7 separate regions of the Mus musculus genome follow, and regions 2, 3, 4, 5, 6 and 7 are each linked to region 1. The links are chromatin contacts, called in public HiChIP or PLAC-seq and promoter capture Hi-C maps. All regions are on one chromosome and are shown on one strand. The core of a region is the stretch at or near the end of the contact, and the rest is flanking DNA. Distances in the headings are between cores, read along the strand shown.

Region 1 (3,693 bases), core at 340-2,839:
AGTGTGAGCCACCATACCCAGCTTGGCCTAGCCTTGAACTCACAGACCCACTTGCTTCTGCCTCCTGAGTGCTTAGATCAAAAGCACAATCCACCAACGTCAGGCCCAACACTCGGGTTTTAAACTCATAAACCACAGCTTAGGTCAAAAGCAAAGTGCGAAGCAATGCAGGTATTAGATGTATAAACTGTTTCCTTTCAGGTTCGTATTATGACTTTTGATAGGTCTGAGAAATACAACATGACATGCATGTCACACAGCCATGCAGAGTGGGTATGACATTACTGGAGGGTTTTAAGATGAAGTCTTATTATGTTGCCCAGGCTGGACTCAAATTCATGTTCAAGTAACTGGTCTCCGCCCCTTACATCGCTTACACCACTGAATGGGTAGTTATTGAGTTGGTTGGTTTTTTTTCTTTTCGGAGACAGGGTCTCCCTACACAGCTGAGGCTGGCCTGCAGTTTGCTCTTTAGATCAGGCTGGCTTTGACTCAGTGCTACTCCACCTGATTTTGCTTCTCCAGTGCTTGGATTAAAGGCATCTGCCACCAGGACTGATAGTTACTGAGATTCAAACTGGGCATGGTGGCACAAGCTTTTAATCCCAGCATACTGAAGGCAGTCAGATATCTTGAGTTCGAGGTCAGCCTGGTCTACAGAGTGAGTTCCAGGACAGCCAGGGCTACACAGACAAATCCTGTCTCTAAATCTGCCCAACCCACCCCCAAATTCTAACAGACTCATAGCAAATATACCATTTCCTATCTTTCCCCAAATCCTCTGCTGACTCAGTCCTTTCTATGGCTTTTAGTCTGTTTTCAAATGTCACCCCTCACAGATGAATTTCTAGAACTGACTTGAACTGGGCCTTTTGCCTTTCCTCACCACAGCCTCTTATCCCCTTTAAAGCTTAACTTTGTTTTGTTTTTAGAGAGACAGGGTTTCTCTGTGTAGCCTTGGCTGTCCTGGAACTCACTCTGTAGACCAGGCTGGCCCCGAATTCTGAAATCTGCTTACCTCTGCCTCCTGAATGCTTGGATGTACCATCACCATCCGGCTCCTACAAAGCTATTTAAACCACTAGCTGTACTTGTTTAGAGTATCAACAGGTTCCACAATAAAACTGTTAAGCTGCGTAGCTTGAATACATTTTTCTTCAGAGAAACTGTCTGTGAGTGATTGTACTAAAATAATTATTTACAGTGAGAGCTGCAGAAAGTGAAACGGTCGATGGGGAATTAATAGGCATTGCAGACAGGCTTGTTTCTAGAAAGGGCGATAGGAAGGAGGCAGGTACGCTGAAGAGGGAAAAGTTTGGGATCTTGAGAGGGAAGATGTGGGATCAAGCATCCAGGCTACCCTTGACATGTGGACCGGACAGAGGAACACAGACCACCCAACGACCAATTCTTGGATTCATTTCGAACTCTCTTCAAATCCCGCTCAGTTCAGCAGCCTGCGCCCGCTCACTAGCTAGCGGACAGGCGTCTGCACGCCCCCAGCCCTCCTGCACACCCCACAAGCATCTCACTTACGCTTTCCTTCGAGCTATGAGCCGATGCATGGGAGTCGCCATCTTGGAGCGGCTGGAGTCTGCCGCACGGGTTTTTGGGAAACTAGCACCGGTGGGCGGGTCCTTAGAAACCTCTGCGGTCCTGGGCGGGGCCAGACGGGCTCAATTCAGAAGAGGCTAATGGTGGCCACTAGCTGGTTTGTCTTTTCTAATGTGGGCTTGTGTGTTCAGTATGAATAGGGTCTTGAAGGGTGATCTCAAACCAGGGGTCTGTAATACATATGCAGTGGAATTTTGTAGTATTCAAAAAATCCTAAAAAAAAAAAATCCTGTAATCCAGGATTTTGGAGGCTGAGGCAAGAGGATTGCTATGTTTTTGAGGCCAACCTGGGAAAACTTATGGCCCTAGCTCAAAACCAAACCAAACAAAACCAAAAAGGCCAGGAAGTAATGGCCCACATCTTTAATTCCAACACTTGATGGGATTCACGGCCAGCCTCATCTACACAGGGAGTTTCAGGAAAACCAAGGCTGCACACACAAACTGTCTCAAAAAACAAAACACCAAAAACCCCAAGAAATTACAGGTGTCGTCATGATGACTGGATCATTCTGATTTTGTTGTTGTTTGGTTGGTTTTTTGTTTTGTTTTGGTTTTTTTTTTTTTGTTTTTGATTTTTCTTTCAAAGATCTGCGTAGAGGATTTTTTGGTCTTTTTTTGAGACAGGGTTTCTCTGTGTTGCCCTGGCTGTCCCGGAACTCACTCTGTAGACCAGGCTGGCCTCGAACTTGTAAATCTGCCTGCCTCTGCCTCCCAAGTGCTGGGATTAAAGGCATGCGCCACCACTGCCCGGCTGTGTAGAGGAATTTTAATCCAGCAACATGGCTGCTCTGGAAAGGAATCAATCATAAGTGATGGGAGTACAGACATGAGTTCCAGGCCAGCATGGTACAGAGAAAGTTTCAGGTAAAGAAATTTAGTTCCAGGTGTGGTGGCACATTCCTTTAATCCCAGCACTCAGGAGACACAGGCATGCAGATCTCTGAATTCTACTCAGTTTGGTTGAGTCTTAAGAGAGGAGGAGGGGTAAGGGGAGTGGAGAGGGAGACAGGACCAGACAGAAACACCATGTGTTTGCTTGGGATTGAACTCAGGACCTCTGGAAGAGTAGTCAGTGCTCTTAACCTCTGAGCCATCTCTCCAGGCCCCTCTTTTTTTTTTTTTTTTTTTTTAATTGTTAAAGATAACATCTTTAATTTTTCAGGCTGGCCAGAAACTTAGCTCAGGCTAGTCTAATTCCCAAGTTATGACACAAGTTTCTAAAATCAGGATTCAGGATGTAGAGAAAGGAGGACAAGGAGGTTAAGGCCAACCTGGGCTATATAGCAAATATGAGGCCAGCCTGGTCTCCAGAGTGAGTTCCAGGACAGCCAAGGCGACACAGAGAAACCCTGTCTTGAAAAAATTTTTTTTTATATCTACAAAACCAAATCACTCTTCATTAGTCCTCCTCCAGCCCATACCTGACTTATTGCGTTCAGGCATTTGTTTTCCCAGATAAAATCTTTTTAAAACTTCTAATTGATTCTTTGTGGATTTCACGTCATGCATCCCAGGCCTGCTCATCTCCCCATCCCCTCTTATCTGCCCGTCTTCCAACCTTCCCCCCTTCAGATGAATTTCCTGAGTGAAAGTTTGGGGCCTTGAGATGTAGCTCTGTGGTAGAGTTTTTACCCAGTATGTGTGTATTAGGTTCTCTAGAGTCACAGAACTCATGGGTAAGAGAATTTGATGACTTACAGTCTGTACTTCAACTCCCCAACATTGGTCCAAGGATCTAGCAGTAGTTCAGCCCCACGAGGCAAGAAGGTGAAGAAGATAGAATCTTCCTTCTTCCAGTGTTCTTATATAGTCTCCAGCAGAAGGTGTAGCCCAAATTAAAGGTGTGTGCCATCATGCCTGGATCTGGGACTTGCTTTGTCCCAGATGACCTTGAACTCAGAGATCTCCCTGACTTAATCTTCTGGGATTCATAGCCACTATGCCTCAAGATCTCCATGCCAAGTCAGAAACATGTATCTCCCAGCCTCCAGATTAGGATCATAGGTGAGCTTTCCAGTTCTGGATTGTAGTTCATTCCAGATATAGTCAAGTTGACAACCATGAATAGCCATTAAT
Region 2 (3,693 bases), core at 866-3,365, 1.6 Mb after region 1:
AACTCAGAACCTCAGGAAGGGCAGCTGAGCCATGTCTACAGCCCTGAATTAAACTTTTTAATTCATTTAATTTTTAAAAAGTGGGTACTTGTTTCCTCTGGAGAAAAGTGGCAGCCATTTGAAAGAAGGTTAAGACCACAAGAAATACAGCTTTAAGAGTGTATAACAGGAGAAGAAGAAAAAACCTTCTGTCAAAAGGATAGTAGAAAAAAGGAGGAAGGGAAAGAGAGGGAAAGAGGGAGAGAGAACACTTGAGAGGCTGATGGGGGAGAATCTCAAAGAGGCCAGCCTGGACTACAAAGCAAGACCTAGTCTTAACAACTAAAAGAATGTTGTGAGACTGGCAGTGAATTTGGACTTGCCTCTAGTGGACTAAGACAACTCAGACTGGTATATCTGATAATAAATTCCATCCTCAAAACACCAATAGAAGGCTATCCAGATGGCTTATTAGGTCAAGGTGCTATCACCAAGCCCGATGACCTGAGTTTAATTTCAGAAACCCACACCTTGGCATGAATTCCCTGATATGATCTTTAACTCAGACACACTCATAATACATATGTAATAAAACATTACCAACATTAATAAAACAATAACCAAATTTTTTGTAAAAAGTACATACAATGGAGAAACTTTATCATGTTTTGCAAAAAAAGTAATTTCAGTGAGTTTCAGCCAACTTTGTCCGTGAGAGAGGGGTGGGGATGAGGTGAATCACTGCTATAGCACTCTAGTTTGTAAGTTTCGAATGAGGTGGCAGTGATTTCCACATCTGATAGACTGCTCCTTTGTGTCAAGTCCTGCTTACATTTCTACTCCAATAGCACAAGGCAGAGGAAATCTAGAGTTCACCGTATTCAAACTGCAAAACTTCACAACTACAGAATCGCTTCTCTAACATCCTGACAACAAGGACACTTTCCTTTTCTGTAAACTCAGAAATGCCTGGGAGCAGCTTAACTCTGAGACCAATTTTGTTTTCTTGAGATAAGATCTTCGAAGGCAGACTTGGCTCAAATGATGCCCCTGCCCTCTTGAGTAGGTGGAATTGTAGGGTCAGAGTGCCTGCCTATGTTCAAACAAAAATTTTTTAAAGGTCAAAATATTGTGGTCACAAACCCAAATGTACCAAAAGGTGCAATGGTAGGCATGCATTGCCCTGTTTGACTGATGACACTCATCATTGGCAAACTGTAAAATCACCCTTATTGGTCACCTGTAAAATAATTGACAGGGGTGTCTTCCTTAGCAGACTGCGGTGCTGTACAGGTGGCACCTTCTTTTTCACTGTAACTACTCTGACCAATATTTAAACAAAGGACACAGACATTCAAGGTAAGATGACACCCACACAGAGCTTGATTTAAGAATGTTCAAATACGTGACAGTAAGTTCAATTTACTTCATCCCAATACGTTAAACTCCTAATAAATTTTTTTCCTTCAGTTAACAAGACTACACTTGAACCTTTCAAAATAAATTTTATCTTATCGTAAAATCTTGACTTTTCCCCCCATTAGTATCTTTCCCCTTCATTCAACCCGGCTTGAGCTATACGGTAAGTACGGAGAATGAGGAGGCCCAGTGACCGCCACACTTACTGGGACAACACAGAGCCGTCCTAGCCTCTCCAGCTGTCTATGACCCCTAATTCGCTCATCCTACCAAATGGGGAAACTGAGGGCCAGGGGAAGGAAAAGAGTCTCGCGTGCGGTACTCTCACTCTTTCCTGAAATACTTGCCCTGTGGCAACCACTGTTTTACCCCTAGAGCCACTAGAGCGGTTTCCGCAGGTAGGGATCGGTGTTGTCCCTCACCCTGCGTGAAAAAAACAAAACAAAAACAAAACCCAAAACAACAGGCTCCCTGTTCGCGAAGGACCCGAGACAAGAGCTCTGGGTGAGTGGGCAGCATAAAGAGTGGCCTTCCGAAGGGCCACAGCTGTCGCCCGCTCTCTTGCCCGACGAGGGCACTGCCACTCACCTGCGACTTCAGAGAACGCAACCCTGCTCCGTGCCCGTCCTACACGCTCCAAGCCGGCTGTGCAAAGCGCTATGGCTGCCAGGGCCCCAGCTCTTCTCAGCTCCTTCCGGGTCGGCGGGTGCCTCGCTAGTGACAGTCCGCAGGTCCCAGGCCCCGCTCGCCCTCAGTTCCGCCTCCTTGCGGTCTCGCCACCAATCCCTGTGCTCCGGACCACTTCACTCCAACCCCAAGAGGCATGTGAGATTTTTTTTTTGGGGGGGGGGGGTTGTTTGTTTGTTTGTTGGTTGGTTTTTCGTTTCTTTGTGTAGTCCTGGCTGTCCTTGAACTCACTTTGTAGACCGGGCTGCCTCAAACTTAAGAGATCACCTGCCTCTTAAAGGTATGGGTCACCACCACCACCAGGCTGTTTCTTTCTTTTCCCCCCTCTCAGTAATAGGGGGTTGCAGTCCACCACCAAAACGCATTTGCCACCCTTTAGTTATTTTAATGTTGAAACAGGATCTCACAAAGTTGCTCAGGCAAGTCGTGAATGTATCATCTTCCTGCCTTTGCTTCTGAGAAACTGGGATTGCAACCTTGTAGCACCAGGTCCAACTTGGCATCTCTTTCCTAAAACTACATCTTTTGAGTGACCCTTGAGTTTATGCTAGGATATGTTTTACTTCCTGCAATTCTTTGGAAAGCCCACACCCTGCTCTTGGACGTGTCTCATTTGTCCTCTGAACATCCCTTGCTCTTAACCCTCGTGCTCAAGCCTATATTAAAATGTCTTTCTTAATTTCCACCTAAATACACCTTTTATAGGGAGATGGCTGGAAATAGAGCTCAATGGTAGAATGCCTGCCTTAGATTATAAAATACTCTGAGTTCAGTCCCCTGTAACACACACACAAAAGTGGGTCCTGTTTGTCTTGTTTGAGAAAGGGTCTCTCTACATAGCCACTCTACATCTGCCATCAAGTGACAACTAGGAGTTTAATCCCTGGAACCCACAAACTGAATAAACAGAATCAACTCCTGGGAAAGTTGTCATCTGACTTCCACAAGTACACCACACTGAACAAAGGGTGACATGTTTATTATTTAAAGTATGGAAGAACAGAAAAATAAAAACTCAGATCATTTTTTTGAAGAATCTCAATCGTACCATATTACCAGTTTTTATTTCATGGGCAGAGTTGTAAAATACAACACTTAAGTCAGGCAGTGGTTGCAAATGTCTTTAATCCCAGCACTTGGGAGGCAAGGGCAGGTGGATTTCTGAGTTTGAGGCCAGCCTGGATTACAGAGTAAGTTCCAGGACAGCCAGGGCTATACAGAGAAACCCTGTCATAAAAAGAAGAAGAAGAAGAAGAAGAAGAAGAAGAAGAAGAAGAAGAAGAAGAAGAAGAAGAAGAAGAAGAAGAAGAAGAAGAAGAAGAAGGGGAGGAGGAGGAGGAGGAGGAGGAGGAGGAAGAAGAAGAAGAAGAAGAAGAAGAAGAAGAAGAAGAAGAAGAAGAAGAAGAAGAAGAAGAAGAAGAAGCCGCCACAACACTTGGTCTGTCCCCATGAGTTACTAGTCACTTCAGCTTTCAGTTCCTGCATCTGCACATTTGGGACTAATATTCAGAATCAATCAGTGTTATGAAGAAACAATAACCAGTGCAAACCTGGTGGTGCACCCCTGTAATTCCAGCTGGGAGACAGACATGGGGAGGTCAGGAGTTC
Region 3 (3,693 bases), core at 674-3,173, 1.5 Mb before region 1:
CTGCTGATCAGTAAGTGCTGTTAAGCACTGAACCATCTCTTCAGCCACAGGATCCATATTTTTAAATAACATAGAAGGGTTTTCATTAACTTTCTAATCAGAAGTTATTATTACAAATTACTTTTTTTTTTTAAGAAATTGATCTATAGTACTACAGAAGCCACCACAGTATAAGATCATCTAATTGATTATTGTTTTGGATGAAAGACAATAGCCACTACACTTGATTTCATTGGTTCTATTAAAAGCACTTCTGCAGCCGAGCAGTGGTGGCGCACGCCTTTAATCCCAGCACTGGGGAGGCAGAGGCAGGCAGATTTTTGAGTTGGAGGCCAGCCTGGTCTACAGAGTGAGCTCCAGGACAGCCAGGGCTACACAGAGAAACCTTGTCCTGAAATAAATAAATAAATAAATAAATAAATAAATAAATAAAACCTCAATAAGAAATTTTTAGTGAGATTTTATTTTTATGAGTGTATGAGTGTTTACCTGGATGTGTATGTATACCGTGTCCTTGGAGGCCAGAAGGTGTCAGATCCCCTGGGACTGGAGTTCAGGCAGTTGTTAGCTGCCATATGGGTGTTGGGAAATAATCTCAGGTCCTCTGGAAAGAACAGCAGTGTTCTTAGGCTTTGGGCCAGCTCTCCAGCCATCAATAACAATTTTTAAAAGTTGACAATTATCTTTGTGTTCTTATATAAGACTCCCTAGGCATGGTATTTCACATTTGTAATCCCAGCCTTGGGGAGGTAGAGATGGGAAGATCTCTGAGACCAGGACAGCCAGTCTAGCCTAACCAGTGAGTTCTGGGCCAATTCTAGGTTTTGAACAAGGTAGAAAGCATTCCTGAGGACGAGTACAGGTTTGGTGGTGACAACTTTTATTCCAGCACTCCAGAGGCAGCAGATCTCAAAGTTTGAGGCCAGCCTGATCTATATAACAAGTTCCACACCAGACAGGGTTACTGTGACACCCTGTCTCAAAAGCAGAATTTTTTTTTCCTTTTTGTTTTTTGATTGACACAGAGTCTCATATAGTCTAGACCAGGGCTGTCCTTGAATTCTTGATGCTCCTGACTTTACCTTCCAAATACTGGGTTTTCAAGTATATCCCACCACACTCAGCTTAATCAAAGATTAAGAATCTTTGATTCTTAATAAACAGTCAGTTTTACCTAAAAGTAGCCTAAAATGTTACAGGAATGTTGAACGCAAATGATTGCGGAACAGGAGCAAGGTGGAAATTTTTATCCATGCCTGCAAGTACTAAGTTAAAATGTATATAAATGTTTTATGGTTATTACTATGAAGCTTCTAATAAATTATTTCCTACCTCAGCAAAACCAAAGAACGGGGCAAGATAAGTAGGGCAATAATGCAGAAGGTGAGGAGGCTCTGGGATCAAGGGTGTGAACTTGAGCAGGCAACTCAACCGCACCTTTGGGGGGAATAATTAAGAGAATGTACAAACAGAACGTTCTGGAGTCAGCGTTCTGATATGTATGGGCTGTGGTTGTTAGGACTTAGCTTTTGTTTGCTTACGTTCCCAAGGAGACAGTCACAGCCCGGAAACCTTATAATATAGACACTTAAGAGACGCCCACGCCCTTAAACAAGAGATAAAAAACGAGCAGGTTCCGAGGCCACCCAGTAACAAACAGTGTGCGCGAGCGGCACGCTAGGCGCGGCGGAGTGAAGTCTGCCCCTAACAAACATGGCTTCTCAGCTACTTCCGTCCTCCTGTCCGTAATTTGGCACCGCGGCTTCTCGCGTTTTTATACTTAGCTCTGCTTAGCAAACGCCTGAACTTCCTCCTGCGGGGAAGGCGGGCTAGGAAGGACATGTTGCATTCTGATTGGTTGCTATGCGGAGCGTCGCCAGCTGTGCCCCGGCCCTGATTGGTTGCCAAGAGGGGGCGCCCTCAGAGGCGGAGTCAGCGGCGTGGGGAGCCATGGGTCAGCCCGCCAAGGTGACAGGGCCGGGAGGAGGGTGCAGGGATGCTGAGGCTCAAGACCCCGGCAAGGGAGGGAGGCGACCCCGAGGGGGGCTGAGAGTGTAAGAGGGTGACAACCTTCAGGGGCAATGAGTGGTAGAGGGTGACAATTTTGAGGGCAGTGAGGAGAGACGACCCTATGGACCGTGAATGGAGGAGGTTGATAGCCATGTGGAAGAGTGAATGATGAGGGAGACAACCTGGAGGGGCTGCAGTGGAGAAGGGGGGGACAGTGAGTGAGGAGGGAGTGGATCTCGAGGGGCGCGGAGCGGAGGAGGGTGACAGCCACACGAGACAATGAATGAGGAGGATGGCTGATCCATGAAAGGTAGTGAATAGAGGAGACTGATGACCATAAACCGACCACCTATGCCTTAATAAAGAAGTTCCATAGTAGGAAGACTATAAACAACTAATAAAATCGTAAGAAGTGCTTCAAATTAATAAACAGCATGTTTTGTGAACCTATAAATAGGATTTAACTTACCTAGAGGAATACAGAAATCTCTAGTGGGCGAGAGGCAGCATTGCTGAGCCTACTTGTTGATGGCAAGCCCAGGCAACATAGATCTTGTCTCGAAATTTAAGAATCACGGGGACTTATAGGCAGACACCTGAAGTTTGATTAAGAATTAGGAGGGGCTGGCCTCAGACTTGTAGCTCACACCGGCGGCCAATTCTCAGCAATCTTCATGCTAAGTGCTGGGAATCTGACTCCCGAGCCACTACGCCCAGCTACTTTTTGCGTTTGAAAAGAAGTTTCTTAGTAGGGCTGAGGTTGTATTTAACTTTTAAGTTGGAGCCCTTAGCATTTTCAAGGCATTGGCTTCCATGCCCAACAGTGCATAAATAATAAGTAAAAAGATATGATTAGCTACAATGTAATGCCGGTTCTAGTAGATTTGTGGTAATGAAGATCACATTTTCTTTTAAAATAACTTTTTCAACTATTTTATTTGCAAGGCATGTATGTCTGTGCACCATGTGCATGTCTGGTACTCACAGAGGCCAGAAGAGGGTGTCAGATTCCTTGGAACCGAAGTTACAGGAGGTTGTCAGCTGCAGTATGGCTGATGGGAAGAGCCTGGTTCCTTTGTGAGAGCAGCCAGTGCTTTAACCTCAGAGCCATCTCTCCAGCCCCCATTTTCTTTTTATTAGGATAATGGTCTTAAGCTAGTGGTGCTGTTTTTATATTAATGGACACCCCCACTCCCCAGGAAGTACTATATAAAATTACTCCGATTACTATCCTTTAGTGTTCCACACTGCAGACTTCCTATGGTCTTAAACTTTGGGATCAAGTGATCCTCCCTTCTCCACTTTCTAAGATGCAGGGACATCTAGACACCTAGTCTCGTGTGTGTGTGTGTGTGTGTGTGTGTGTGCGCGCGCGTGTGCGTGTGCGCGCGCGTGTGCTAGTGTGCTTCTGCCTGCCTGCCTATCTGTCTCTTTTTTGTTTGTCTTTTTTTTTTTTTTTTTTTTTTTTCGAGACAGGGTTTCTCTGTATAGCCCTGGCTGTCCTGGAACTCACTTTGTAGACCAGGCTGGCCTCAAACTCAGAAATCTGCCTGCCTCTGCCTCCCGAGTGCTGGGCCTATATGTCTCTTTACCTCTTGCTTAATTTATATTTTATTGTGTAGTGCTGAGAAATGAACTCAGGACCCACTACATTTCAAGCACAGTCTATGTGGTGCCTTTTAA
Region 4 (3,693 bases), core at 304-2,803, 1.5 Mb after region 1:
TTAGGGTTGCAGGGCCAGGCTTCCCCAAACCTCAGTCCAAAGCTAGCCAACCTCCCCAGCTGGAGCATTCCCAGGAGGCAAAAGGTTGCCCCCCACGTGCCTACCCCTCCAGGAGGCCTGCCCTTTTCCTTCCTAGAGAGAAGGTGAGCTCCCCAGGCACAGCGGGTTGGGTGGGTGTGGCCCGCAGCTCAGGGAACCGACCCAAGGCTCCGCCACTGCCGGCTAGCCGCCCGACAGCCCGCCCGCCTGGCGAGCGCAGGCTCTTCTTCCAGAAACTGCGAGGATTGGAGAGCACTGTTTGTGCACCACAAGGTCAAGTCGGGAAGTGGAGTCGGAGGAGGAGGGGCGAGAACGAGAGGGTGGGGAGAGGGGCGCCCCGCTTCTCTGCCAAGTACCAGCCCTGGGAAGTTGCCCCTCGGTTTTTAACCCTTTGCGGCTATAAGATGCACGAGGCAGAAGGAAGGGGGTACCCCGGGGCAAACTCCTCCTGAGGCTAGGACATGTTGCCACCCTGCTAGCCACCCACCCATCACAGTGCGCCTCACCCCCCCTCCGGAAATGCAGGGCAGCACCAGGCGCCAGGAGGCACCCGCGAGGGGGAGGGGGCAACAAGCCCAAGAAGGGACCCCCTCCCCTTAAGGACAGCCCCTCTCTTCCGGAGGTCGCCCACAATTTCAACTTTCCCTGCCTAGGATGCTAGTTTGCATTTGGTGTGGGTGGGGGAGGAGGACCGCGCCCCCTCCCCCAGCCCCTTGCGCGCCCCTCCCCTGCACTCCTGCCAGCACTTTCTGCTCACTTCTGGCGCTGCAAAAAACGCCACGCGATTTATTCGATTTCGATTTTAAAACCAGTGATTCCGAAACCGGGCGGAGGGCGAGGGTCTTCCAGCACCAGAGTCCCTGGGGGTGGGGCGGGCGAGCTGGGTACTCCGTGCAAGCCTCGTTTCCTCCGCGAGTGTCGCCTCCAAGCTGTTATTTGCAAAGAAACGTCTTTTTGACGCAGGGAGAAATGGCAAATTTTAAGTACGTCATTAATATGGCGCCAAAAGATTTTTTTAAGTATAAGCTTGCTTTTTTTTTTTTTTAAAGGTTGTGGGGGGCTCCGCCTGGGTCTGGGGCGCGAAGGGGGCGGGGTGTGAGCAGAAAGTGTGAGTGAGCGAGTGGAGGGGCGGGGTATGTGTGTGAGTGTGTGAAGTGTGAGCCGACCTGATGGGACTTGCACGGGCTCAGCCGGCGCTCGGGCCCGGCCCTGGGGACAGGGCGGGTTGGGGGCGCCCCGGAGTCCACGAGGAGTCCGGGCCCGCGTGCAGGCGGGCGGGTGACCGTGTAGGGCACCCCCCCGGGGGGGCCGCAACGCTACCTGGGACTGTCGCCGGAGCCAAACAACTGGGAAGGGGGGGGGGAACACGACAGGGGGGTGCCGGGAGCGGAGATCCGAGTGAATTAGAAAAAAGTGGCTACTCCCCCTCCCTCTCTTCTTGCCCGCCCCCACCCCACCCCACCCCCACCCCAACACATTTTTTCCCCCTCTAAAGAGATCACAAGGAAGTCTTGGTTTAAAAAGAAACAGAAACATACACAGGGGGTTGGTGAATGGTGCCGACCGCGGCCATCGCAGTTGGAGGCTATTTTTTTGGGGGGTGAGTAGCGTCCATGGAGTTACTTTGCGCCCACTCCTAGTGGCACCAGCTCTGAGCTGGAGGGCTGACCATCTTCCCAGCAGGGGTGCGGGGCTTGGGGGGCGCCGCGGCCCGGTCGCCTCCCTCGCCACGACCCCGGATGGATGCGCGCCCCCCGCCCTCCCGCGCCGGCCCCAGGAGCTCCTGGCTTCGGGAGCATCCTTCCCGCGCCGGCCCCCGCCGCCGCGCGTAGCCGAGGGCAGCGCCCCTCGGGAGGGCACCGCGGAGCAAGGTAAGAGCCAGCCCCCAGCGGATGGGCCCTGCGCATCTCCACGGCATTATTTTGTGGGCTTTTTTTTTTTTTCAACAGATCTGCCAGTGCTCCTCGCTCCCTCTCTCTTGCTCGCTCGCTCCCTCTCTCGCTGGCTGCCTGTTCTAGGAAGCCAGCGCGGGGGGTGGGGGGGGGGGACGCACAGCACTGGGGAGAGAGATTGCGCATGTTGGTCAGCCGTGTTTTAAAGAGTACAGTGCGGGGAGGCTGAGAGGGGCGCATGCAACAACTTTTGGAAGGGTGAGCCTGGCGACCTTCTTTATTAATGACTGCGGCAAAGCGCCCCTGGGCCGGCGAGGGGGCGCGGGCGGGTGGGGGCGCTGGGGCTGCAACTTGCCTCGCGGGCTCCGGCCGGCCCGAGGGGCTGCGGCGCTACCGGGGTGCGGGGTGGGGAGGCTGAGTGGCGGGCACCGGGGCACGGGAAACCTGGAGCTATCTGCCCTTCTGTCTCCCGAGTTTCATTTTGTTGATACGCAGCACGTCCGGGTGCCGAACCGGGCTGAGCCGATGCACATGACCCCGCACTGGGCTCACGTGCAGCCGGTCCAGTCCTAGACACCTTCCGGGGGCCACCGCCTCCGCCCTGCGCCCCCTTTCCAGGCTGGGTGCACGAGGGAGCTGCACGCGGGGGCAGCATGCTCGGTTCTTGGGTTCAGAGGCATTGCACAAATTAGTTTTTTTTTTTTTTCTTCTTAAGGGGCGGGGGACAACGTTCCCAGGTGAGTGCTGGGTGCGCAGTCCAGGCAGCCAGGGTGCATACTGGGGTAGTGGACAGCAGCTCTCCGGTGCTGCGCGGGAGTCCGGTGGGGGAGAGGCACCGCGAGAGTGGAAATGTACCGGCGACGGCCGGAGCGGCGGGTGCGCGCTCGCGGGGCGACGGCAGGGGGCGTGGCCCTTGTTTACCTTCTCCCAACTCTGCTGGTTCGCGTCCCGCTTCAGGGACGACTCTGCAGCTCCCCCCTCTTCCCTCCGCCCTTACTAAAACTCTGGGTGGTACCTAAGAGCAGCAGACAAGTGGAGGGCCCTGCCTGGGACACACGCACCTGACCCCAAAATGAGTGACATTGCAGCCCCCGCCCCCACCAAACATTGCTGCAGTCCTTCTGCCGGATCCCCGGCCCCGCCCCGCCCCCGGCAGTGGCATCTTCCCGGCTCACCTCCTTCCTCCCTCTCCCTCCCTCCTTCCCACCCACTTGCCTGCGCCTGCGGAGCGGCTCTCGCTCGCCCACTCCCCGCCTGGGTGCAGACTTGTGGCTCCCCATGGTCCCTTCCCGCCCATCCCTGGGCTCTGAGACATCCCCTTCTCCGAGCAAGGGGTGATCCTGGGTCAGCTTGGAGACTCGTAGCTTTTCTGCCGGAGGGTGAGGACATCTGCAAAACCGGCTTGGAGGCTTTCCTCTACCTTCCAGAGAGGCCCAGCCAGCTCAGCCCGGTCCCTCTTCTGCACACCTCTGCCCCGCTCAGTACCCCCGCCCCCACCCCGGGCTCAGTTGCCCTTCCCCGAGTCCCCTAGACCCCTCCCCCGCCCCGGGCGTCAAGCCCACCCACCTCCTGGCACCGCCCCCGGCCCGAACCGCCTCTTGCCCTTCCTACGCCTGGGCCGGAGCCCCCCGCAGCCACCTCCGGCTCCTCCTCCCGGCTCCCGCGGTCGGAATCACGCCGGCGCGCCTCCAGCCTGCGTGCCCGTCGCCCGCCGCCAAGGGCAGGCTGGAGGCGCGCAACCCTCTTCTAATCCACTTAGCCG
Region 5 (3,693 bases), core at 781-3,280, 1.4 Mb after region 1:
TTTGTACATAGTCATACACATAAAATAAAAATCTTTTTAAAAATTACAAAAACAGGAGTTTGGAGAGATAATTTAGCAGTTGAGAGCACTTGCTCTCAGAGGACCCAGTTTCAATTCCCAGCATCCACGTCAGGTGGCTCACAACCACCTGCACTTCCATCCCAGGGAATCCAAAGCTGTCTTCTGGCCTCCAACGGCATGAGGCACTCTTACAGTGCAGGCATGTAGACAAAATGCCCATAGGTATAAAATTTAAAATAGGTATAAACAAGCAAACAAAAAGTTAAATTAAAATTACAGAAACAGGAGCACCATATACCTGGTGGTACATATTCATGGATGAGATTTGAGGGCCTAAAAATTGGATTATTTTTAAAACACACAGAACGTTGGTCTCATGAAAATAACACCATTTATCCCTTTTGTTCAGTTCTCCGTCACGTGTCTGAGTTTGGATTCTGTAATCTCAGATTTTAAAGGGCACCGCAGGAAGGAGGATGGGCCTGTGTGTGTGATGGGTGTGTCTAGCTCAGCGTCCCCACATCCGGTTCTGACAAATCATCCCAACATCTGAAACCAAGCCGCTTCAGCACTGGTGATGAGGCTCGTGACTGAGTGCTTATTTTGGATGTGTAAGGGCCTGGGTTTCATCCCTAACACAAAACCCAAAAAGTAAACCAAGCAGTTTGGCCTGGAGGGGGTCCTGTGACCACTACAAAATCAGGTATGAGTGAGGGTCTCCTGTTCTAACACAACCTCACGAAACTCTAGAAGCCTGGAAGAGCCTGGCCATGCATGCCTCTCAGGACGTGGTTGCCTAGGTGGATCAAGTTCTAGGATTGCCTGGGCTACACAGTAAACTGGAGGCCAGTCTCAGTTATAAGGGAAGACTGCCTCAAAAATTAAAAATCACGGGCTGGAGAGATGGCTCAGCGGGTAAGAGCACCCGACTGTTCTTCCGAAGGTCCGGAGTTCAAATCCCAGCAACCACATGGTGGCTCACAACCATCCGTAACAAGATCTGACTCCCTCTTCTGGAGTGTCTGAAGACAGCTACAGTGTACTTACATATAATAAATAAATAAATCTTTAAAAAAAAATTAAAAATCACAAGGGAGTATAAAAACCTGGTGTCATTTCCAGGTGGAATATCTCAAGGCCAGGCTCTTGCCTTCCAGGTGTGATCACAAAGACTGGGGAGGGCGGGGAGTTAGGACAGCAACAAGATAGCATGGGTTACTTTCCTAAGAGGGAAGCCAAGAAGAGAAAGGGGAGAAAAGATTACATCCTGCCTTAGCGTGAAACCCACCAATGGTGAGATACATCACATCCTCTTGCTAGGTGTCTTCATCTAGAGGAAGAGTCTGCACTTTTGTCACGTGGGCGACAGGAGCTAATAGACTTCAAACACACTCTGGAAAGGAAGTCCTCTGGGCTAATAAACAGTAATAACAATGACCATTGCAATTCGGCCGCCTTGGAGCACACCTGCACTGCACGCCCTATCATTCAGCTGCTGTAGTCATCCCAACCACTCATTCACAAGAGAAAAGCGAGGCTCAGAGGAGAGATTTTTTTCCCGAGGGAATGCTAAGAGGGGATCAGTAGGAGGCTGGCGCCAGGTTCAGCGTGGAGCAGTGTATATGCCCAAGCTGAGGATCGACTGATGGGGACAAGGTCAGCCAGCTGTCGGGGGTCCGCACCTGCAACCCAGGAAGAGGTGGTTGGCCCAGACCATGGATAAGGACAGCAGCTGGTCCAGGCGGCCGCCGCCGTCGGGTGGGTCTCGGTAGTCAGGCAGGTGGCGCAGGATGAACTCCATGCGCGCTTTCCATTGCTTCTCGCTCTCCGAGTAGGAACGAAACTGCTCGGCGAAGTCGGCGGCCTGCCGCACGCCGGAAACTAGCTTCTCCACCGCGGCGCTGGCCTCGCCACCCACCATGGCTCCCGCTGCCGCAGCCGCTGCCGCCGCTAAGGATCGCACCAGCCCGCCGCTTTCCCGACACGCCCCGCGCCGCCGCCGCACGGCTAGAGCGACCACGGCTGAGGGCGAGTGCTCTGGAGGACTTATCTGGAGCGCCCTCGCGGGGCACGGAGGTCTAGTGCAACCCAGCGTGTGTGGCAACTGCTGGGGAGCTTGAGGCCCGCCAGCATAGAGCTGGCAGCTAGGTGCCCATTGGGACTCTGCAGTGCCCTTTTTGCCCTGGGTCGTTCACCGGGCATCTGTCTATCCTCAGCCACACCTGAGGTTTGCCCTAAGTTCTGTGGCTGTCCCTTGGGAGTGAGGTCCTCTCTTTTATGGATCCACTGTTATCTCAACATCTTCACTGAGGTTGTGTTCTCCTATCTTGCTGTATTCATCATCCAATCAGTACATACAAGGCATTTTGTTTCGTGCCCAGGATGCCCCACTCTAAAGGACTTTGTGAGGGACCCTCATGGTGGAAGGAGAGAACCAACTCCTGAAAACTGTCCTCTGACTTCTACATGCAAGTTGTGGTACTTTGATGTACACACACACACACACACCAAGCAAGTAAATAAATGTAAAAATATAAAATGTAAGCTTGAGTCAGAAGAAAGCCTAGAACTCAGGACCTCCAGATCTAGTGAAGGTCTTAAGTGGTGAGTGGGCTTCAAGGAAGTTCATTATATACTGTTTACTATTGCAGATCCTTCCCTCCCGCTCCCCCAGGGTCATACACGGCCAAGCTGGCCTACAACTGCTTGCTTGCTCCCTTCTGTGGCTTCTGTGGCAGTGTTAGGATCCCAGCAGGCAGAAATACAATCCAGTCCGCAAATGCCAGAGCAGTGAGGACCAGCACCAAGCTGGGTGCTCTCACCTCAGGAAGACACAGTGCTGACACTACGGCTTGGAACATCTGAACCAAACATGAGAATCCAAAGACAGAAACAGCTTTCCCCCAGCAGTCAGCAAGTTAACTGGATAACAGCGACCAGAGCTGAGTCCCAGGATACAGATGCCATACCCTGACTGATACTGCAGTGGCAGGTTCCCAAGTGAAACCTCAGATACCCAGAGTCAAGGTCCCTGGTAATTCTGATTCTAGCTTCAGCTGATCAGACTCTGAGGACATTTGATGTGCCAGGCACAGTGACAGACACCTTTTGTCCCAGCTACTCCATATGTCAAGGCAGGAGAATTATTTGAGCCTGGAAATTTGCTGCCATCCTTATCACCAGAGAAAGATGCTTGACTCTTAAAAACACTGCGGAGGCTTCAGTGAGCTACATCCTTGGTTCCTTGGTTGTGTACTGCAGTGGTTGGTCTAGAAATGAGAGCATGGGGGCTAGAGAGATGGCTCGGGAGTTAAGATAACTGGCTGCTCTTCCAGAGGATATGGGTTCAGTTCCCAGCACCCTCATTGTGGCTTACAGCCACCCACAACTACAGTTGCTTTGTTTGTTTTGTTGTTGTTGTTTTGTTGTTTTTTAATAACATAGGCCATAAGCCTATGCCTGAGCCTCTCCAGAGCTGGTATTTTAAGTGTGTTCCACCATGCTATTGGATTTTGATATAAATTTTAGCATCTCTTTGTTGACTTCTAGAGAAGCAGACTGTTGATATTTCATACGGGATCATGTTGACTACATAGATTCATTGGAGAATTAACATATCACTAGCGAATCTTCTAGTTTACAAACATGGCAACGACACATCTTTCCATCTAG
Region 6 (3,693 bases), core at 700-3,199, 1.3 Mb after region 1:
TGCTCTTCTTCTTCCCATTCTTGCTGTCCTGTTTTAGTCTTTCTGACCTTACTGCTGTTCCCCTAACCTGGAAGTATCTCCATCCTATCCCACTGCTGTACATCATTCAAGGACAAGTACATACCCTATTTTCTGTTTAAAACAAAACAAAACAAACCAACCAAACAAACAAAATCCTTCCCCATCAAACGGGAATTGGTGGGATTTAATATTAACCATTAAATAAACAACAAATGAACAAAAAAGCCTGTGTGGGTATGTGATTGTATGCACATGCCTGCAGGTGTCTCTGGAAACCAGAAGTAGGTACAGGATCCCTGGGAGCTGGAGTTACAGGCAGTTGTGAACCTGCTGATGTGGGGTGCTAGGAAATGACTCTAGTCTAGGAAGTGCTTTTAACCACAGAGCCATCTCTCTGGCTCAGCGTGAACCACTCTTATTCAGGGTTATTTTACTATACCCTCCTGCATAGTTATGCCACTAAGGAACATTTTTTTTTTCTTCAAGACAGGTTTTCTTTGTTTAACAGCCTTGGCTGTCCTAGAACTCACTCTGCAGACCAAGCTGGCCTTAATCTCAGAGATCTACCTGTCTCTGACTCTCCAGTACTGGAATTAAAGGTTTGCACCCCAATACCTGGCAAAAAAAATTTTTTTTCCTTCTTCCTACTCTCATCGTTTTCCACAATCCCTTGTACAAAGCAGACATCCTTACTAAGTATTATACTTGAATAGTTTTGAATGATTTTACAATACTAGCATAATTGTTATACACAAGCACACAATCTTATATCAATAAAAAAGTACAGATTGTAGACAATGAGGGTTTCTCTATGACAGGTCTTAGTTTATCTGTTAATGGAAACATTCTTTCATATATTTTATTTTTATCCCATAACAATTTCTCTTTTGACTTAAATAATCAAGGAAAAAGAAGATGGGTGTTTCAATGTAGGCCTGTAAATCTTAGCCCTGGAAAAAAATAAAGCATTTCAAGACAGCCTGGGCTGCATAGCAAGATAGGTCCCAATGGGAAAACAAGAAAAAATATATATAATAAAAGGCAAAAGAAGCAAACCTTTAGAAACTTTATTTCTCTCGTTGCAATTTTGTTGACAGATTTTTCTGGTTTCTCATAGAAAATCTTAATGGCCACTATTCGCCCAGTGTCCTTATGTTTGCATTTCATGACCGTTCCATAACTTCCCTCTCCCACTTTTCCAAGGGTTTCATACATCTCCATTTTCAAGCCTGGCTTCTACTTCACAGAAATAAAGAAAGAAAACGTTAAACGTTCACACTTTCAATTATACAAGCTCTATAATGCTTAGAGATAATCCCCTACTTTCGGATATAAGAACAAAAACTAGGAGTGCCGGCTACAGCAGAGCCTGCTCGAGGGAACTCTTAAATTGTCTAAGAAGCTCCAACTTTCACCAGAACGCAGGATGTCCTTCATTAATCTAGCATTTTGTGTAGACCGGGATTGAGAAATAAAAGAGGTCTGATATGCGTTTAACTCAGGCATCCTTTTAGAATACGGGATTTACAATTTGAGGTCCCCTTTCAGGAACAATGGAAGCCAAACTAAAAAGTCCCGCTAACAACACTGCGGGTCCCTTGTTAGGAGCCACGGTCCACCAAGCGTGGGGACTCCCACCTCAGCACTAGTCACCCATACGTCCTGCCCTCTCCTCAAACACGCAGTCTGTGCAGCCCCAACCCGAGTGGCCCGTCTCGCCGCGCTGTCGACCTCGTCCTGAGAACCACCGCCGCCTCAGCCCATCCTGTAGTCCCGCCGGCCCGGCTGCGTGCAAGTCCCAGCCGGCCCGGGACACCACACCTCCTCTCCTGGCCGACCTTGCCGGCTCGGGGCAGCCGGACGCCCTGGCAACGGGGTGAGGGCGGGGCACTGCCGCGTTCCGAGCACAGTACGCAAGACTGGAAATTGCTGAGGTCCTGACCCGGAAGGGAAAGTGACACGAAGCGGAAGATAGACCCAAGGGGAAGGGGGAGGGACGTAGGAGGCCCGCGTGCTTGCAGGTGGGGGTGGGGGTGGGGGGTGGGGATGAGGGAGAGCGGGGCATTTTATAGCAGAATGAACGCCTGGAGGCTTTCGCCCGGCAAGAGAGCGTTTTGTCACCTGGGTGGTTACTGGTCCCTTACTTGTGCCCGGTTCTAGGAGGTTGACGGAGATAATTGGATCTACGGAACACTTATGGGGCTACAGTTTGCCAGTGCTTCGTTACTATTCCATGCAACCGATTTCGACCTCAAAGTCGACATAATCCTTAAACCGGGGACAAGATCGTTTTTGGATAGAGGGCTTAGCTCGGTAGTAAGCCACATACTCAGCGTTCACTACTCCTCTGACTTATTTCTAACACCATTTCTGTACACATTTTCAGTTTCCCAATTACTACTGCTTTCTACCTACTAGTGATCCCTTTTTGTTTTGAGACAAGGGCTACTATATAGCTCCGGGTAGCCTGGGACTCACAATGTATACTTCCAGGCTGGCCTCAAACTCCCAAGATTATCTGCCTGCTTAGAGTGCTGTGCTGAGTGCCATCATATCCAGCCCTAGCAGTACTTTTAAAGTTTTCTCATGACGTGTGAAACGCAAAACTTTTTAGGAAAACAAAATAATTCACCGGACTCTGCCACAGGCTGAGTAAGTACAAGGACGCCTAGGGATGTACTTTTAAATAGCCCGCAGAGCTTTTAAAAGGGCTCCATTTTTACAGATCTTGATTTAACTGTAATAGCAAAAGTAGGTCATCGAGATGGCTCAGTAGGAAAAGGCTACGAAGCCCAAAGTGTAGAGTTCAATTTCTTGGACCTACGTGGTGGAAAATGAACCAACTCCTCCAAGTTGTCTTGTGACCTATACACACAAATGAATGTGCACAACGAGTGTGCTGAGTAGTGTAAAAAAGAAACTAGTTTGCTTTTTTAAAAACAAAAACAAAAAACAGTTTAGGGCTGGAGAGATGGCTCAGCGGTTAGGATTACTGACTACTACTCCAGAGGTCCTGAATTCAGTTCCCAGCAACCACATGGTTACTCACAAGCATCTGTAATGGGATCTGATGCCCTCTTCTGGTGTGTCTGAAGACAGCTACAGTGTATTTGTAAAAAAAAAAAAAAAAAAAAAAAATCTTAAAAAACAACAAACAAACAAAAAACAGCCGGGCGTGGTAGCTCACGCCTTTAATCCCAGCACTTGGGAGGCAGAGGCAGGCGAGTTCCAGGACGGCCAGGGCTACACAGAGAAACAGTTTAGACGCATTTCCATTTTTGCAATTTTGCTACTAACTGCTAGAGCCTGGCTTTGGAGCTTGAGAGTTAGGAGGGCTGGGCACTTGGCTTGGATTTTTCTTTTTCCTATAAATAAGAATGTTGTGAGACCTGCTATATGTTTACTTAAGATTTGTTATGAACTAAATATTTGCAAGGAGCAAAGCATGAATTAGTGAGCCCCTGTCATCACAAACTAACTCCTAACCCCAGCACTCAGGAGAGAGGAAGTCAGAACTATGTGAGATTGGGGCCAGCCTGGTCTACATAGCAAGTTACCCTGTTTTAATAAGTGAAATTATAGTTCTAAGACTGCGGTTGTAGGTTTCCAGCAAGCCACCTGGCCATGAAATTGTGTGAATTTTGTTAACATTCTGCTCTCTATATTTTTGGG
Region 7 (3,693 bases), core at 766-3,265, 1.2 Mb after region 1:
CAGTTACAATCACTCAGTTGGGAAATGAAAAGTAATTGTGTCCAGGTCTACCGAACAGTCCAATGAGTGGTCACACAAATGACTAGTCATCCAATGTCCACATAAAGCCCTTCACTCCGAGTCAGCAATTAGAGACTGAGACCTGGCAAGATTTACTAAGTAATATTTAAAAGGCTTACTTCTAAACCTTAAAAATACCAACCTTGTTTGATGTGAGAGAAACAAAGATCAAAACACTAGAGATTCAAGTGGGGCGTGTTATAACACACAGACAGACACACATACACACACGTCATCCCAGCACCTGAGGAAGCAGAGACACAAGGAATGTCACAAGTTCAAAGTTACCCTGGCTCTACATAACCAGTACCAGGGCAGCCAGGGATACTTGGGATGGAAGGAAGGAGGGAAGGGATAAATCTACATTTGACTTAACCAAAATGGTTTTCAGCATTTTCTGAAAAATTGTGTCATCAGAAAATATTCAACCTCAAGAATCTCCTTTCTACACCAAGCCACAAAAGAATGAGCATCTTCTGTGCTCCAAAAGTTCTTCCTGCTAACACAAATTACTAACATAATCCATAATTCTGCACTAAAATTAAATGTTAAATTAACCCTGAAAAGAAAAGCTAAAATGAAGTGGAGACACATTTTTCTAATAGAAAATTGCATTAATTAAGACTTCAAGAATACAACATGAACAACTTGCTTCCCCAATTCTTGGAGAAAACCAATGGAATGAGATAACCTGAGATACCGAGTTATCACTTCAAGGAGTGGACTCAGTTCCATGTCTGAAATAGAGAAATCGGTCAACACGGGGATTTCTACTGCTGATTGTAGCCACAAAAATACAATCCAAGAAACTTTTGCAACCAGAGAGGATAAAAAATTTGACTCTCTTCCCGTTTATGTTGCTCATTCAAAAATAAATGGCTCCACGCCAAGTACGTTACACACAGAAGGGTTTCACACTACCCAATTTGAGTCAGCATATACATCATAAATTAATGTGACACTGTATTTCCAATCCCAAAGCTCTTCGTTGTAGTATGACTCACCAAATCCTCCATTTGTCCAACTAAGAAAACTTTATATTCCTCCCTTCAAACTACCACTATGACCTTCGTAGGAACTGGGTTAGCGACTCCCTTCATAATCGTTAAACACACACTTTAAACAGGGCTCCGGGGAAGCCGAGGCGTGGAGACCGACAGGAAAGCGAGGTGACCTTTCCATAGGCGCTGGGGTCTGGCCTACAAGCCCTGCTGTGGGGGACCCTGTGGGCAGCGCCCGCTCCACGAAGCAAGCCCGAGTGCAAGCGCAATGCTTTGACTCCATGAGTCCGGAACCCGTTCCCGGGCGCAAAGCCCAGCCAGTCCCTCGCCGGGCCACCGAGGGTCCCGGCCGCCCCACTTCCCAGGGTCGGGCCGGGTTCGGCCCGGAGGCTCCGAAGCCCGGAGTCCGGCGCGCGGCGCCATTTTAGGCCGCGGTGGCGGCGCCATCCAATCAGCGCGCGGGAGGCGGGGGGCGCCGGGTCCCTCGCGAGTCGCCGCAGGCAGCGCCGGGCGCCGGGCTGCTAGGTTCGGGGGTCTGGCCTCCGTGCCGCCATGTTGCACCGTCCCCGCGGCCTCCTGATAGGCGGGCCCGGGCAGAGGCCGCACCCGCGGCCGAGAGCAGCTCACCTTCTCGCAGAGGCTCTTGACCTGGGACTCGGAGAGCTGCTTGCACTCGTTCAGCTGCTCGATCCACTGGTCCAGCTCCTTGGTGAACAACTTCTCGTCCATGATGCCGCCCGCCCGAACCGGCTGCCGCTCCGCGCTGCTCCCGCGCCGCCGCCCGCACCCGGGCCACACGCACACGCCGCCGCCGCTCTCCCGGGGTGCTTTCTGCGGCCCCAGGCGGCTGCTGGGCGCTGGCGCCGGCCCGCTGGCTCGCTCCGCAGTGCTCGGCCGCCGGCCGCTGTGCCTCCTCCTCCGCTCGCCCTAGCTCGGGACTCGGCTTTCTGTAATGGCGGCCGCCCGGCGTGGTGACGTCACGCCAGCGTCAGGGAGCCGCGGGGAGGGCGACGGAGTGGGGCCGGGACCCAGAGCTGCGCACCGTGGAGCCGGGGCGCAAGCGCAGCGGAGTTGGCTGCCGAAGGAAGTGGCTTCGCTCTTGGGGCGTGGTCCTCCCGCTGGGAGGGCGGCGGGGGAAGGGAAGAAGCGAGTCCGAGCAAGCGCAGTGCTGGTTAATCCTGGCGTCCCAGGCTCCGCAGGGCGCCTGCGCGGTCTCGGCGCATGAGCAGTCCGTGTAGGCGAGGTTTTTATTCCTTGTGACCTGGTGTTTCTGGAAGGCCTCTGGGTGATACCTCTCAGATGTGGTCTGGGCTCTGCCAGCCTGATGACTAAAGGCAACCCTAAGGCGCTTAGTCCAGCAGCCCTGGGAACCACAAGGGAGTCACACACCTTTGGGGACAAGCCTAGTGGCAGGTTGCCTGGAGTGACCTTCCCCACCTCTGGCCGTTGCAGGCTCCTATAATTAGGTCATTCGTGGGCGAAGGAAGGTGTACCTGCTGGGATGTGTCGCCCGCGCACCTTACACCCCCAGCACACACCTGTCCCTGCACGAAGGCGGGGCCGAAGTGGGCCTTCGATCCTGGCCTCTTCCTAAGCCTTGCTTCCTCTCCTGTGGCCTTCAACACCTCTGGTGTGCACTTTTCTCCGAGACCTGTGCCCACTGGAAATAATCTTGTCCTACATTCTAGAGGAACAAGCCAGGGCTGTGTTCTGGTACTGGTAGAAGCAGCTACCGTGTGTTCTGTAAAGGAAGCTGATATTCTTAAGGATCAGCCTTCGACCTGGTTATAAATCTCTTCTGAGGCTTGTGAAACGTGTTCACATTGCACTGTCTGCATTCACAGAGATACTTGGCTCTACAGAGCATCAACTGTTGACCAGATCCCATGCTTAGGGGACAAAGGGGTCATGCAGACAGAAAGGGGCTACTGCCCTGGTGGAGCTTGAATGTTCCTGGCTGGAAATGAATGGAATGGATGGAAGTCATACACTGCTCCCCTCCAGAGTCTGGGAGAGAAGCCAAAGGATGGTTATCCATGAAGGTCAAGGCAAGAGCTGACCTAGCTATACTGTGGGGAACAGTCAAGCCTGTCACACACCGGAGAAGACACAGCTCAGAGCATCAGAAGACACCCTGACCCACAAGCTACAAGAGGACCTCAGTGGCCCCATCCACAAATGGCAGGGATGAAAATCCTCCTTTATCAAGGACAACCTGCTTGGCCAGGGGAACTGGCTTGACCAATTCTGCTTTCTCTAGTGGGTACCTCCCACTAGAGTTCCCGAAGAAAGTACCTGAGATCTACTCTTCTAGACGCCTCCATACATACTTGTTCTGCCAGTCCTTTCAGCTCAAATTCTGACTCTGGTTTGCAGTGAATAGCCCCCCAAAACAAACAGGAGTAAGAGTTAAGGCTACGTGAGATGACTAAATAAAGACTGTTTGGTGCCCATAGTTATAAAGCCATGTTCACTGTGCTGTCTTGTCTTATTCTTCTCCATTGCCCTGTACTCAGCAAGAACTGGTCCTGTCTTGAAGGGCAGGAAGTAGGCGGGCACACACAAAAGGGGAGGGGCTTCTTCAAGATAGTGGTCAAGACTGAGAACTTCATACTGCCAAGGTCTCAGCCAG

Evidence for each region. Promoter capture Hi-C pulls out the DNA fragments that hold promoters and counts their contacts. HiChIP or PLAC-seq counts read pairs in DNA pulled down with a chosen protein or histone mark.
Region 2: a promoter capture Hi-C map of hippocampal neurons shows a contact between it and region 1, with 5 times the contacts expected there. The contact joins the promoter of Sar1b here to the promoter of Zcchc10 in region 1. A contact is called at or near these places in 2 of 39 promoter capture datasets (hippocampal neurons and liver), 1 of 115 datasets of contacts at active chromatin or transcription factors (the 230-238 cell line) and 1 of 9 other capture datasets (liver).
Region 3: a promoter capture Hi-C map of liver shows a contact between it and region 1, with 5 times the contacts expected there. The contact joins the promoter of Lyrm7 here to the promoter of Zcchc10 in region 1. A contact is called at or near these places in 8 of 39 promoter capture datasets (cranial neural crest, embryonic stem cells, hematopoietic stem and progenitor cells and 4 more), 1 of 115 datasets of contacts at active chromatin or transcription factors (pancreatic cancer cells) and 1 of 9 other capture datasets (adipose tissue).
Region 4: a contact with region 1 is called in a promoter capture Hi-C map of hippocampal neurons, with 8 times the contacts expected there. The contact joins the promoter of Jade2 here to the promoter of Zcchc10 in region 1. A contact is called at or near these places in 5 of 39 promoter capture datasets (the 3T3-L1 cell line, embryonic stem cells, hippocampal neurons and 1 more) and 2 of 115 datasets of contacts at active chromatin or transcription factors (large pre-B cells and pancreatic cancer cells).
Region 5: a contact with region 1 is called in a promoter capture Hi-C map of embryonic stem cells, with 4 times the contacts expected there. The contact joins the promoter of Cdkn2aipnl here to the promoter of Zcchc10 in region 1. A contact is called at or near these places in 8 of 39 promoter capture datasets (the 3T3-L1 cell line, 3T3-L1-derived adipocytes, the C10 cell line and 5 more).
Region 6: a promoter capture Hi-C map of liver shows a contact between it and region 1, with 7 times the contacts expected there. The contact joins the promoter of Cdkl3 here to the promoter of Zcchc10 in region 1. A contact is called at or near these places in 12 of 39 promoter capture datasets (the 3T3-L1 cell line, the C10 cell line, embryonic stem cells and 7 more), 1 of 484 Hi-C or Micro-C datasets (B cells) and 3 of 115 datasets of contacts at active chromatin or transcription factors (astrocytes, embryonic stem cells and pancreatic cancer cells).
Region 7: a contact with region 1 is called in an H3K27ac HiChIP or PLAC-seq map of embryonic stem cells, with 4 times the contacts expected there. The contact joins the promoter of Ppp2ca here to the promoter of Zcchc10 in region 1. A contact is called at or near these places in 1 of 39 promoter capture datasets (embryonic stem cells), 4 of 115 datasets of contacts at active chromatin or transcription factors (astrocytes, embryonic stem cells, pancreatic cancer cells and 1 more) and 1 of 9 other capture datasets (pancreatic islet).

Annotation. Positions count from the first base shown.
Region 1 is chr11:53,322,585-53,326,277 of GRCm38.p6, reverse strand. It overlaps Zcchc10 (zinc finger, CCHC domain containing 10), which reads right to left and starts at 1,589. Exons shown (of 4, transcript NM_026479.4): 1 at 1,537-1,589. The coding sequence starts at 1,577.
Region 2 is chr11:51,762,085-51,765,777 of GRCm38.p6, reverse strand. It overlaps Sar1b (secretion associated Ras related GTPase 1B), which reads right to left and starts at 2,115. Exons shown (of 7, transcript NM_025535.2): 1 at 1,987-2,115.
Region 3 is chr11:54,858,827-54,862,519 of GRCm38.p6, reverse strand. It overlaps Lyrm7 (LYR motif containing 7), which reads left to right and starts at 1,923. Exons shown (of 5, transcript NM_029327.5): 1 at 1,923-1,968. The coding sequence starts at 1,951. Gm31490 (a long non-coding RNA gene) reads right to left here and starts at 2,706. Exons shown (of 3, transcript XR_879859.2): 1 at 2,480-2,706; 2 at 490-604.
Region 4 is chr11:51,855,528-51,859,220 of GRCm38.p6, reverse strand. Jade2 (jade family PHD finger 2) reads left to right here and starts at 1,553. Exons shown (of 13, transcript NM_001357588.2): 1 at 1,553-1,910. The coding sequence starts at 1,783. Gm30110 (a long non-coding RNA gene) reads right to left here. Exons shown (of 2, transcript XR_388628.2): 1 at 3,498-3,693; 2 at 2,624-3,300.
Region 5 is chr11:51,965,968-51,969,660 of GRCm38.p6, reverse strand. It overlaps Cdkn2aipnl (CDKN2A interacting protein N-terminal like), which reads right to left and starts at 2,030. Exons shown (of 3, transcript NM_029976.3): 1 at 1,704-2,030. The coding sequence starts at 1,942.
Region 6 is chr11:52,002,477-52,006,169 of GRCm38.p6, reverse strand. It overlaps Cdkl3 (cyclin-dependent kinase-like 3), which reads right to left and starts at 1,949. Exons shown (of 14, transcript NM_001166654.1): 1 at 1,660-1,949; 2 at 1,078-1,257. The coding sequence starts at 1,242. It also overlaps a transcript of Ube2b not described here.
Region 7 is chr11:52,097,146-52,100,838 of GRCm38.p6, reverse strand. Ppp2ca (protein phosphatase 2 (formerly 2A), catalytic subunit, alpha isoform) reads right to left here and starts at 2,015. Exons shown (of 7, transcript NM_019411.4): 1 at 1,689-2,015. The coding sequence starts at 1,790.